Linked DNA regions of Danio rerio: region 1 is linked to region 2. The links are chromatin contacts, called in public Hi-C maps. All regions are on one chromosome and are shown on one strand. Each heading gives the region's core, a stretch centred on a gene start, on an enhancer-like site or on the middle of the called end of the contact. The rest is flanking DNA. Distances are from core to core; before and after follow the strand shown.

Region 1 (6,498 bases), core at 2,430-4,929, 180 kb after region 2:
ACAGGTTATTTTATTAAGAAGAGATGCTGTTTATTTTCTACTTTTAACATGAAAAACATTGAAAATATTTTTTTTTCCAAAAGTGCAAGTTATTTATTTTTGCTGTTTTATAAGAAAAAAAGTGACTGTTCATTTCAGGCAATGTGTGTTTTATTTTCAGTTGTTCAACACTGATGTTCATAAAATTGTCATAGATAGTAGATAATGTATGTTTCCTTCATCTATTTTAAAATTAAGTAATGCACCCTTCATTCTAAAATCTCTGATTTGTAATATGTAAGTATATTTACTGTACAAAATTTGTCAGTAAACTATAAGGGCAGAAAAATAAAATAAATAAATGAAGTTAGATCTGGGTGATAATATCGGTATCAATATTTATTGACTAAACACCATTGTCAATATCGATAAAAAAAAATCCGGTATGAAGCGCTATAGTTTTATTAAAAATGCACACAACTTTGACAAAGCCTGATGGAAGCAAGGGTACATGTTGTGCAAGTGGCGCACATGTGACTTTTTAGCTTTTTTAGCGTAGTGGGTAATGTAGTCATTCAACTTCACAATTTGTAATGTTGCAGTGTGTATTTGAATAATGATTGATAGTTCCTTTACTTGAAAACTCAGATTTGATTATCATAATTTGTTTAGTTTACAGAGATTGAGGTTCACTGTAAAGTTATTATTCACAACTTACAGGTGTTGATTTACTTTAAAGATTGCTTTGATTGTTCAGTATACGCATTACTATTGCACACACTTTGCAACATTTTATTTATCAAGTTTCAGAGTCTCTCTAACACTTATGTTTATTTTATTATCAAAATTTTATTATCATTTTTTTTGGAATATTGCCCAGCCCTAAATGATATAATCGTTCATTATTCGTAATCGAATTAAAATGTTCAATTAATCGAGATTTTGATTTTGATTTTAGGTCAAAAGCACCCAGCCCTATTTAAAAGTTACCTCCATATTGACTTAATAATAAAGCTGCATCATACTGAGAAAATGGGTGACGTGATATTGTTGATGAGCGTTGCGATTATGATATTTCTTACAAAATAACTTGCAAAAATGCTATTATATCAGTTTTTTTATTATATAGTGATCAAATTAAAATAAAGCTCAGAAAAATATATCTTTTTGAGCTAAATAAATAAATAAAAACTATGTAAAAGTGCAAACCTTTAGATTTGAAAACACAAATGACTGAAAGTCCAGCAGAAATTGTTTTTTTTTTATTGGCTGTTGGCATTTTACTCTTGTCTTCCTGCATTCGTTTGTAGAGATGTATGGATGAAGATAGTAAGGTTCCATCTGATTTGATAAACAAACTTTGCATGCAGCACACAAATGACTGGCCAATAAAATGAATTTAATTTATTGTACTTTTCAAAATTCATGTTGATGGCTTATTAAGGGTTTTTAGAGATCTTTTTTTTCCACTCCAACATAAAAAAACTGAGAACAGATAAAAACAAATGACTTTTTACCATGCTGTAAGGAACAAAAAAGCTTTATAAACCAGGTTGAGATATGAACAATGAGATATGAACAAAACTCCACTGTAAAACATTATGAATATATTGTAAAAGGGGATATTATTAGCCCTCCAGTGAAATTTTTATTAGTTTTTAAATATTTCCCAAGTGATGTTTAAGAAAGCACAGATTTTTCCCACAGTATTTCCTATAATTTCTTCTCTTTTTCTGGAGAAAGTATTATTTATTTCAGATTAGCTAAAACAAAAAAAGAAAAAACAATGTTTAAGTTCAATATTATTACCTCCCCTTAAGATATATATTTGGGTTTTTTTGTTTTGTTTTTTGATTGGATACAGAACAAACCGCTGTTATTCAATAACTTCAAATAACTAATAATAATAATTATCTAATTAATAATCTTATCTTATTAATAATCTATTCAATAACTAAAAAACCTTAAGCTCCACCCCCTGGCGCCTAAACCACAGCACAAGAAGTTAGGCCAGAGGAGAAATGGTCATTCCCAACTAAGGCAGGTTTCTCTCAAGGTTTTTTTTTTCCATCACTTCGTCAATTAATGAAGTTCCTCGCCAAATGGCTTGCTTGGTTTGAGACTTGTGGAGCTGTGCATCGATGGATTTTCTCTTCAGTGTTTGGACTTTCAGCAGTGGAAATTAAGCCATACTGAACTGAACTAAAGTGAACTTCAACTCTGAAAACTGGACTGACACAGTTTCAATTTACTAGAACTTCTCAATCTACATTGTAAAAGCGCTATAGAAATAAAGATGAATGAATGAATGAAAATATTAAATACTGTTATCAAGCAAAGACAAATCAAATTAGTTCATGTAAATTTGTTATTTATTATGTTTAAAATGTGTTGGGGAAAAATCTTCCCCATCTTAAACATCCCTTCGGAAATGTTTGAAAAAGAATTAGAAAATTAGAGGAGAATCATTTTGACTTCAACTGTATAAATTAAACTGGAAGGTTTGATGGAGTTTAAGTTGAATAATACTAACAACATTAATGTATGGTAACTGACATCAACAGAACAGACACATACAGTGCTCGCATATATAAGTACACCCCCCAGACAAATCTCTTATTTAAATTAGTATTTTCTATAGGATGCTTTACAATTTTATATTTGTGTATATACATTTGTTTAGTCAGTACTGAAGCCAAATCTGGAGCTAATCTAACAAAATATCTTACAATATGGTTCACAATTAGTAGCCCAAATGTATATGTTATAGAAAAATATATATATTTTTAAATTCAAAAATAGCAAAAAATAGGGAGAAACAAAATATAAATACAATTTTGTTAAAAATGTTTGTTGAAATTTGTAACAGAAAAAAAATGTAATATTTTGCATGAATTAAAATGTATTATCTTTCCATTTTGATAGATGTTCTGTGACTAAAATATTGTTTTAATACATATATATGTTTAATAAATCTGTTTGTATGCACCAATATACCATATTCACTGAGAAATGGATAATTTTGAAAATATTCATTTTCATAATGGAGTGTATTAATTTATGCTGAGTACTGTACGAGTAATAAAATAAGCATCTATTTTTATACGTGTTTTAGACGTCTCTTTAATGTCTGAATGTGTCATGCAAAAATAGACCAAAGCTGACTTGTTCTTGTTTAAAACAATGGTTTTGTCTGCAATAAAACACACACACACACACACACACACACACACACACACACACACACACACACACACACAGACACAGACACACACACACACACACACACACACACACACACACACACACACACACACACAGTGGTTCATTCATTTCACATGTCATTCATTCATAACATATCACAGGTGGATATTTATGAAATAACTAATGAAACGATGATATCCTTAATAATATCATTCAAAGTCTTTTTTAAGCATTCTGAAAGCTGCTAGAAACTCAAGATAATAATAATACTCATTAAAGCACAAGAACGATTTCATTCTGTCATAAACATTCCATTACTGTCAACAACATATGTTCTAGTTTGAAAGAGTCTTTTCTAGGACAGCAAACAATTAAAACTGTATATGTTAAAATTAACAAAGTACATAAATTAAGTAGCGCAAATGACTTACTGTATTTACATGTAAATATCCTTCACCCGCGGTGCTCGATGCAGCATAACCTCTATTTTCTAACTCGGTACTTCCGCGGGAGCGCGTGACGTCATATACTCCTTCAACAAATCAACTTGCAGCTCTTTTGACAGTGTTCACAGCCAACAAATCAACAGCGCCACCAGTCAATAAAACTGTACTGCAACCAAAAGCTAAAATGAGAAAGACGAGGTTCCTGTTTACATGACATAACACTATGATGTACTTTTTTCTCAAGTGTTCAGTGAGCAAGGAATGCTAAGATGTCACATTTGTGCAATTTCACGCAAATGCCAAATCTGCAATAGAAAAAAAACAAGTTTTTACATAAATAGTAAATCCGTTTATGCATTTTATTGTGTAAGAAAGTATTGAGTGCTTACTCAGAACTGTCTCTGTCATTGTTTGCAATTCTATTTGATTCACCAAAGTAACATGAGTGGCAATTTCACATCTGTCACTTTCATAAAGCCTTTTCCTCAATGCAAACATTTTAAATCAAATCAAATCAATATTTTTTTGTTCTATAGCAAACCGACTCTTATCCTTTTGATGGGCACTGTCTCTTTTGGCCTGTGCAGTTCAATTCATAGAGTTTCTACACAGTAGGCTATGTTGCATACTGTAAACTCACAAACTTTTTTGGTCATATCCATATCCATCCATATTTTCCTCATTAAAAATATAAAAAATGTTTACAGATGGATGTTTTTTGATCCCATAACTCTGTGGTAGTAGTTTTAGAAAACGAAAAGAGATATTTTAATATAATGTTAAAATATACTTTCTTTGTGATTTTTTTTTTTTTGAGTTTATACTGCAAACGTCACATCCGAAATGCTCATATAGTCAAAATCTCTTTCCTTACATTCCTACTGTTCCAGCCCAACATGTTTATGTAATAGAAGAGCTTGTACTAATACACACCTTTTTGTTTACTGTCAGAACGTGATGTACCCTACTTCCCACATTTAACTGAAAGGCTCAATTGGGCATGAATTAGTAAGTGGAAAAAATGTGTTTGTCTAATAAGACACACATACTGTTCACTGGGGTGGTACATTTTCAAGAGGTACACATTTGTACTTAAAGGGTCCGTTTTTGTACCTCAAAAGCATATATTAGTACCTAAACAATTTAAGAGGAACATTTTTGTACTACTAATATGTATCCTTGAGGTATTAATATGGACGTTGAAAATCTAAAAACTTTTTAAAGATCTATTAAATGCGTTTTGAATATCTCAAAATCATATCTCAAATTTGTCAAGTCATTCCTACTTTATGTATATACATAAATCTGAGTGTTGTTCTTTTAATTGTGCAACACTTTTCAAAAAGTATCTAAAATAATTTTGACTGGTGAGAAATTCTCCAGCAAATTTGGGACAAGAAACAAAACGATTAATAATTATTGGATACGCTTTAAATTACAAGTCTGTAAATATCATAAGAGTAAAAAGTAGAAATACTTTTCTATGGAGGTATGTTTATAAACCCTGTTAAAGAGCATTTATTACAAATATTTTCTTGCATCTCACATTATGAAGACATTCAAAATTTACAGACACACACACATTCTGGCATCACAGTTGCGCAGTGGTAGCATAATTACCTCACAGCAAGATGGTTGCTGGTTTGAGCCTTTGCTGGGTCAGTTGACATATCTGTGTGGAGTTTGCATGTTTTTGTGGGTTTTCTCCGGGTACTCCGATTTCCCCCAGTTTCCCCCAAAGACATGCGGTACAGGTGAATTGAATAAGCTAAATTGGCTGTAGTTTATGTGTGTGAATGAGCATTTATAGGGTTTTCCCAGAACTGGGTTGCAGCTGGAAGGGCATCCGCTGTGTAAAACATATGCTGGATAAGTGGGCGATTCTTTCCAATGTGGTGACCCCAGATTAATAAAGCGACTAAGCCGAAAAGTAAATGAATGAACACACACATTCTTTCTTATGAATCTTTATTTATCAAAAAGTTTTTCATTTTGTTATAGTTGCTTGTTCTGTACGGGGTTTTTATTGCATATATTGACATCTGGTGGATCTTCGTCTGTATGCATTTATTCTTGACAGAAATTAATTGCCACACAATGCTAGCAGGATCGTCTCATAATCTCCTTTGGTGTCATCCTAAAACAAACAAAACACAATCTTTCACTTAATATTTACAGGCAGGATCATATAATACCACTTGCTATTTTTTGTGTTTATATATTGAGGAGAATAATGTGTAACAAAATGTTTAATGAGACATAATTACCTGGATATCCTGGTAGAGGCTCTTGCCATACTTCTTCTGATACTCTTGCTTGATGTTGGCCAAGTCAATCTCAGAGCGGCTCACAAATATCCTGGTCAAGATCTGGCCTCTGTAACCAGAGCCCTGTGAAAATAAAGTCACACTCAATGATTCTGGCAGGTTATCAGTTGTCATTTTAAAAGTTTAACTCAAGTGCTAGACATTGAATTATGAAATCACACTTGCCTTCATTGCTAGATTCAGTTTCTCAGCAAAGAAAGCAGGTTTGTTTGAAACACATTTCACTGTAGAAAAAGATGACAAGTCACTCATAGGTAAGCACAAAAATATTTCTGCCATTCAAAACATCATTCAAATACTTTGCTTTCTGTTTCACTGTTCAGAGCTCTGCCTTACAAATAACATTCCTGTTAATTGTAGCTTAAAGTAGAAAGTACACATAAAAAGTATTCTTCTCATACTATAAGGAAGTATTTAAGACTTAAAAGGTACAGTATGTCTAAGTGCTAAAAAATATTTCTGCAGTCAGAAGTTGCAGTGAACTTATTAATGTACTTCATACTATTTAAAAAGCAGTATTTACTAATACAGACAACCATAAA
Region 2 (6,247 bases), core at 3,128-5,627:
AAATATTGACAAATGTTATAATTTTATTGTGAAATTTCTGATGCTCTGATTCTGAAATGTGTGATAGAACTAATCATTTGTCTATTAAAAAGCTTAATAATGATCGTATCATTTGTTATCTGATGGGTAAATGGCGCTGCTGTGTTTAGTCTGCGCTGTAACTGTTTAACTGGGAGAGGAATAGAGAAAATATTCTAGTAACATAAACAGTGTATCTATCATGTATAAATTCCTGGACAGATCACATAATTTTGGCACGATATTGGCACAATTTCCTTGACATAGGGTGTCGTAGGGATTCGTAAATGACAACATTCACTCGTTTCTTCACGTGTAATGTGGCATAGTTCACGACAACTAATACCATGCCTGCGACTCCTCGCTACACCATCTCAGAAAGTCTAGCATGTTTATTTTTTTTATCGTTCTTTATGACGAGTTCCATCACCTGGGTGACACTGGGCAATAGGAGCACATTAAATTTTAGGTTATCTCAGTGGGTGCTGCCGTTAATGCACCAGTCAGGTAATCAAAAAATAGGCTGCATATTTACTTATGAGTGGGTCTCGAGTGGATAAGATCAATCATTGGTTTTGCAAACTTTAACTACCTTTTCTAAAATATTAAGGTTTTTAAAGCAATTTTATCAGATAGACTGGCACAAACATGCAGACATCTCCATTCTCACAACGGGTTTCTGAGTTCTCTCAGCTTTACAACAAATTTAATTCTACTGAGGTAATCTGGAAACATGTTCTGTGCTGCAAATACATTGCAAAAGCCAGTCCTGCTTGTTCAAATGTGTCATTAATAGTAATAACAGTTTAATATAGGTTTTTCTAATTTTTATAATTTCTTTAAGCTAGATTACTATTTTATTTCACAAACCAACACAATCTCATGGCAATTCGTGTTTTGGCACATATAGGGGACTTGTTTTGAAGCCCATCACCTCAATTATTCGTCATTCTTGTTTATAATTAACTGACCAACAAAAGTTACATTAAAATTACAATAAAAATTCTAGCAAACAAAATTTCTTTCAAAAATATTTTCCATGAGAAATATTCAAACTATATTTTTGTTTGAGCCCCTCCACTACTTAACTGTGCGTGTGGATGATTTGTTTAGCTCTGTGGAAAATAAGAATTTAATGAATGCTTCACAGTGATTGTATCACAAATCTCAGTTATATATTTGCAATTTTTTTAATATGTCAAGATTTTAAAGATTATGTCTTAAGCATCTGACTTTACCTTGCTGCTGCTTAAGTACTTTTATTTTCTCCATCTCACTCGCGGCAAGTTCAGGCGGGGGAGTGTTTAATAAGAAACCCTTGGCAGGAAAATATACATTTAAATCTCAAAGAACATATCTTATTATTAAAAAGGAATCATAGGTTTGATCCTATCCATGTCGTAACGAGTGAACTCAAATAATGTAGTAATTAGTTGCCAGCAAGCATCAGTGTTTATTGAGATTCAAATATAATTAATCAAATTGAAAGATAAGAAATATTGTTATAGCAACACTTGTGACTGCTTTGGGAAATATTGCTCGTCATAGACATCACGGGATGACGGATCATGAAAGAATGTGTAGACTGGAACATTTGTTACCCACAACAAGTCAAGAATTTATCAACAAAATAAAATCGCATAATCGGACATAGCGACTTTTGCAACCGACAATAAAAATTGTGTCATCTGATAGGGGCTTAAAGCACATCGTCCAGTTATATTAAAAAATAATTATTGTTGCCATCTCCATAGACATCTGTGTGTATTTTACAAACCTTAATTGGTATGTTTTGTTTGTAGTTATGTGTGTTTGAATGTCTGAAACTAGAAAAAAGCAGAAAGCACAAATAAATTTAGATTTATGACAAGCACTGCGTACCTCTTTTTGTGCCTCAGCGTGCGCTGTCTGGTTTAAATTTGAGCAGCTGATGACGTGCGTTATAACGTTCCAATCACACCGGTGTGATTGTATGTGTGAACAGGCTAGTGTTAGTCCTGAATTAAGTATTGTCAAGTCAAAATTTAAATATTCACGCAAGCTAAACAAATGTCATGACATTTTCAGAGCATGAGTGTTTTGCAAGTGTTCTGTTCTGAATGAGTATCTGGGATGTGAGTGTGTCTGTGTGAGAATGGCCACAGGGCCTGTGTGTGTGGACCTGTCATATTAAATAAGGAGATGTGCGTGTCTGCGCCACTGTTGCCAGAACCACCACAGTCTCCCTGGGTTTGTGGGTAGGAGGCCTGTATAGTCTGGCTGTCAGAGCGATCATCCACACCGTCATGACACTCCAACAGGACATGATGTCATCGCCGTCCCTATCCATACAACAACGCTGCACACTTGTCATTGTGCTGATTTTACTTCCTTACAGGATTAAAAACCTAAAAGGATGAGATAAAATATGTAAATAGAAAAAAAAAATCCTAGAGGGATGTTAGCGACGGATTTAACAGCCTCTTCGGATGTTGCTAAAACCATGGCAGATTTGCGTGTTCATTTTCTGTTTAACGTTTTGATGCACAACATGGGTATAAAGTGACCAGAGGTTTATTTTCTAGTTTATATGCGTGCAAGAAATTTATTTCATCATGCAGTATTCCAGCTACACCTTATTCAACCTGTTTTTGATCATCACAAATCCTTATTTTGAATTTTTACAAATTTCTTTCATGTTTTTTTTTTTTTTTATAAAAATGCATTTATAAAAAAATGTGAACATCAGAAATTCACAAATCTATATGTTAAATTCATATATTTTTTAGGAACCTATACAATATTATCTTTGTGCATATACTTTAGATCACAGGTGTCAAACTCAGTTCCAAAAGAGCCGCAGCTCTGCACAGTTTAGTTCCAACCCTAATTAAACACACCTGATCAAACTAATTGAGTCCTTCAGGCTTGTTTGAAACCTACAGGTAAGTGTGTTGGAGCAGGGTTGGAACTAAACTGTGCAGGGCTTCGGCCCTCCAGGAATTGAGTTTGACACCCCTGCCTTAGATAAATGTATAAAATGTATAAATTTTGAAGTTTGTATTTTTTTTCTCCAATATTTCACATGAATTTAAATGTACACTACCTGATAAAAGTCTTGTCATTGATGCCAATTGTAATATGAATAAATAATAACTTGATTTCTAGTTGATCATTTGTAAAAGTGGCAGAAGGTTTTCCGATGAATCATATGTTAATCTGTATTGGTCTGTATTGTATAGGCCTAATGGAACCCGCATGGACCCAAGATTCTCACAGATATCAGTCAAGTTTGGTGAAGGAATAATCATAGTTTGGGGTGACATTCAGTATGGGGGTTGTGTGAGAGATCTGCAGAGTGGATCGCAACATCAACAACCTGAGGTATCAAGACATTTGTGCTGCCCATTACATTACAAACCACAGGAGAGGGCAAATTCTTCAGCAGGATAGCGCTCCTTCTTATACTTCAGCCTCTACATCAAAGTTCCTGAAAGCAAAGACGGTCAAGGTGCTTCAGGATTGGCCAGCCCAGTCACCGGTTATGAACATTATTGAGCATGTCTGGGGTAAGATGAAAGAGGAGGCATTGAAGATGAATCTAAAGAATCTTGATGAACTCTGAGAGTCCTGCAAGAATGGTTTCTTTGCCATTCCAGATGACTATTAATAAATTATTTGAGTCATTGCAGAGATGTATGGATGCAGTCCACCAAGCTCATGGGAGTGATACCAAATATTAATTATTTTTCCACTGCACAATGACTTTATATTCTAAACACTTTATTTCTGTTAAGTAACAAGGCTTTTGTCTAAGCAAAGTCAGACCTTACTGTCCTAACTAAATCATTTAAAATCAAGGCATTATCATATTTTATTTTGATAAAATAAGCGTAATTTAGAGGCCTTTGTCTTTCATATAAGCCACTTATGATACCAAATGATCAACTAGAAGTCAAGTTGTTATTAGTTGTTCCTAAACCTTGGATAGCCGACAAGAATTGTCAGGTAGTGTATTATCTTTCTGTTTTTAAAGATGTTCAATGACTAAAATTTGAATTTTTTTTGTTCAAACAACCAAAATACATTACCTATATTCACTGAGAATCAATAAAATATTAAATATAAATAAAATATTAGCAATATAAAAATTTATTTTCAATATTGGGTGTATTTATTTATGTTGAGCACTGTATTTCAAAGCATCCAAGTGAGTGTAAACGTTCATAAATGATGGTATTACTGAACAAATGTGGCTGTTCTGGGAGTCTGTGATGCTTCTTTGCCTGTGTCAGTGTTACGCATCAGGGTTAGGCCTATCAGAGGGTTACGTAAGAGAGGGAGTGCAGCGCTGGCGATTCCATGGTTAAGAGGAGCTCAGCCCTGCAGGCTTAGCTGAGGACAGACAGGAGCTGCCGAATACTGCACACATGCTGGACTCACTGCTACAGACAGAGGCTTAGCACACTCAACATACTCAGTCACAACTAAATGACTATAGGGAGAATACTGATACTACATTTGCGATGGGAGTTTGTGTGCAGTTCACCTAAAAATAAAGTTCTGTAATTGTTTATTCAATTGTTTATTATTTTTCATATTGTATAAAAGTATTTTATATAGAGAACAATTAACTAAATATGCAGTTGCAGAAAAGGGAGAATACTATAAGTCTTTCTATAAGAATGTTAACTTTCTTTTTACTGTTTAATATAATTATCCTTTAAAACTTTTGTTGTCATGTTAGGGTTAGGGTTATGTTGTGATTCAACATCTGTGTTGTTTCACACACAAAAGGTACTGTTGTCTACAACTGAACATAAACATCATAAAATATGGCACCTTTTTTTATGAGTAAAAATAATATAAAAATAAAATGCCACAATTTATGTAAATCCCTACAAATTGTAGTACATGTATCTACTTTAAGATTTTAAATAACATCAAAATTAAATGTCAAAATTTATGGATGAAATAATTCTCCATTGACAGATACATAAATGCAAAAAAATCTTTTTTTTCTAAGTTGCACTTAATAAAATGTATATATAATAAATAAATAAAAGTGCTTAATTTAATTATATTGTAAGTCATTAAAAGCTTATTGACAAGTGGGCAAAACCAGAGTTTGAAAGATTGTGATTAGTGTTCTAAATATCTGTGGTATGATGTTTTATGTTTCAGTGGTATTTTATTGCTTGTCTTCCATAAGTCATCTAGTAAATCACTATTTTTTGTTATTGCTTAGAAATCAAACAAGAATAAATGATGCACATTCTAATGTACTCTTTTTATCTATCAAAAATAGCCTATATGAGCATAAAATTACAAAACAAGCACTAAAATCATCCAATAAATGTAGTGCATATGACTCATGCTTTATAAAAGTCTTTTGAAGTTATACATAATCATACGAAATCACTGTGAGATCTATTTTAAGCAAAACCATTCAATGGATGGATGATTATTCATCTACAGTTCGTTTTTACAGTCAATTCATCCACAGTAGTCTATGAATCAGAGAGAGCACTTTATGATCATTTTTGTATTCGTGTATTTTGGTTGACAACCTTAAAGGGATAGTTCACCCCAAAAATCTAAATGTACTCAGTATTTACTCACTCACTCTCAAGTGGTTTCAAATCTTTATTAGTTTCTTTTTTATGTTGAATAAAAAAAGACTCGAAAAAATTATCGAAAACTTCCATATTAGAAATAAAAACAATGGAAGTTAATGGTAACAGGTTTCCAGCTTATCTCAAAATAACTTGTTTTTAGTTTTTCATAGAATTTTCAGTTTTGAGTGAACTATCCTTTTAATCTGGTTTATTATTTAAAAAAGACCAATAATAGGGTATATGCAAAGCATTCAGAAGGACTTTTATTTTGTCAGTAACCTGGGTCAAATGCTTCTAGTGAACTGCATGCAGTTACAAAATCGGCTAATTTAAAAATGGAAGGTCTGTTTTCTTTAAAAATCAATGATCTTCACTGCCTAAATGATATACTCCATAAAGTGGGTCTCAGAATGTACAAGAAGCACTGCATTAAATAAAATTTTCCTTGCCACGTCTTTAAAATATTTGAATTTATTTTACTCCAGTATCTCCAATGGCATTTCTTGTGCTCGCCTGATGATCCTGAAGGTTGTGTGCATGTAAACGGTTTTTCATCTCGGTTTACACTTCAACAACTCAATGAATGCTGAAGTCTATTTACTGATTATATTTTAATTACATAACAACATTGA

Evidence for each region. Hi-C and Micro-C count contacts between places; a contact is called where the count stands out from the background.
Region 1: a contact with region 2 is called in a Hi-C map of an unstated tissue, with 4 times the contacts expected there. The contact joins the promoter of mfsd3 here to the enhancer-like site in region 2. A contact is called at or near these places in 4 of 18 Hi-C or Micro-C datasets (caudal fin, embryo and an unstated tissue).

The regions. Positions count from the first base shown.
Region 1 is chr5:26,186,755-26,193,252 of GRCz12tu, forward strand. It overlaps mfsd3 (major facilitator superfamily domain containing 3), which reads right to left and starts at 3,680. Exons shown (of 6, transcript XM_002661995.8): 1 at 3,615-3,680. anxa1a (annexin A1a) reads right to left here. Exons shown (of 13, transcript NM_181758.1): 11 at 6,122-6,180; 12 at 5,897-6,019; 13 at 5,581-5,766. The coding sequence ends at 5,713.
Region 2 is chr5:26,002,469-26,008,715 of GRCz12tu, forward strand. No RefSeq gene overlaps it. Among named protein-coding and RNA genes, the nearest start is that of rorb, 10 kb to the left of the region's middle. Within about 2 kb of position 4,378, at least 4 of the 62 cell types and tissues checked have an H3K27ac peak or open chromatin away from gene starts, as enhancers often do.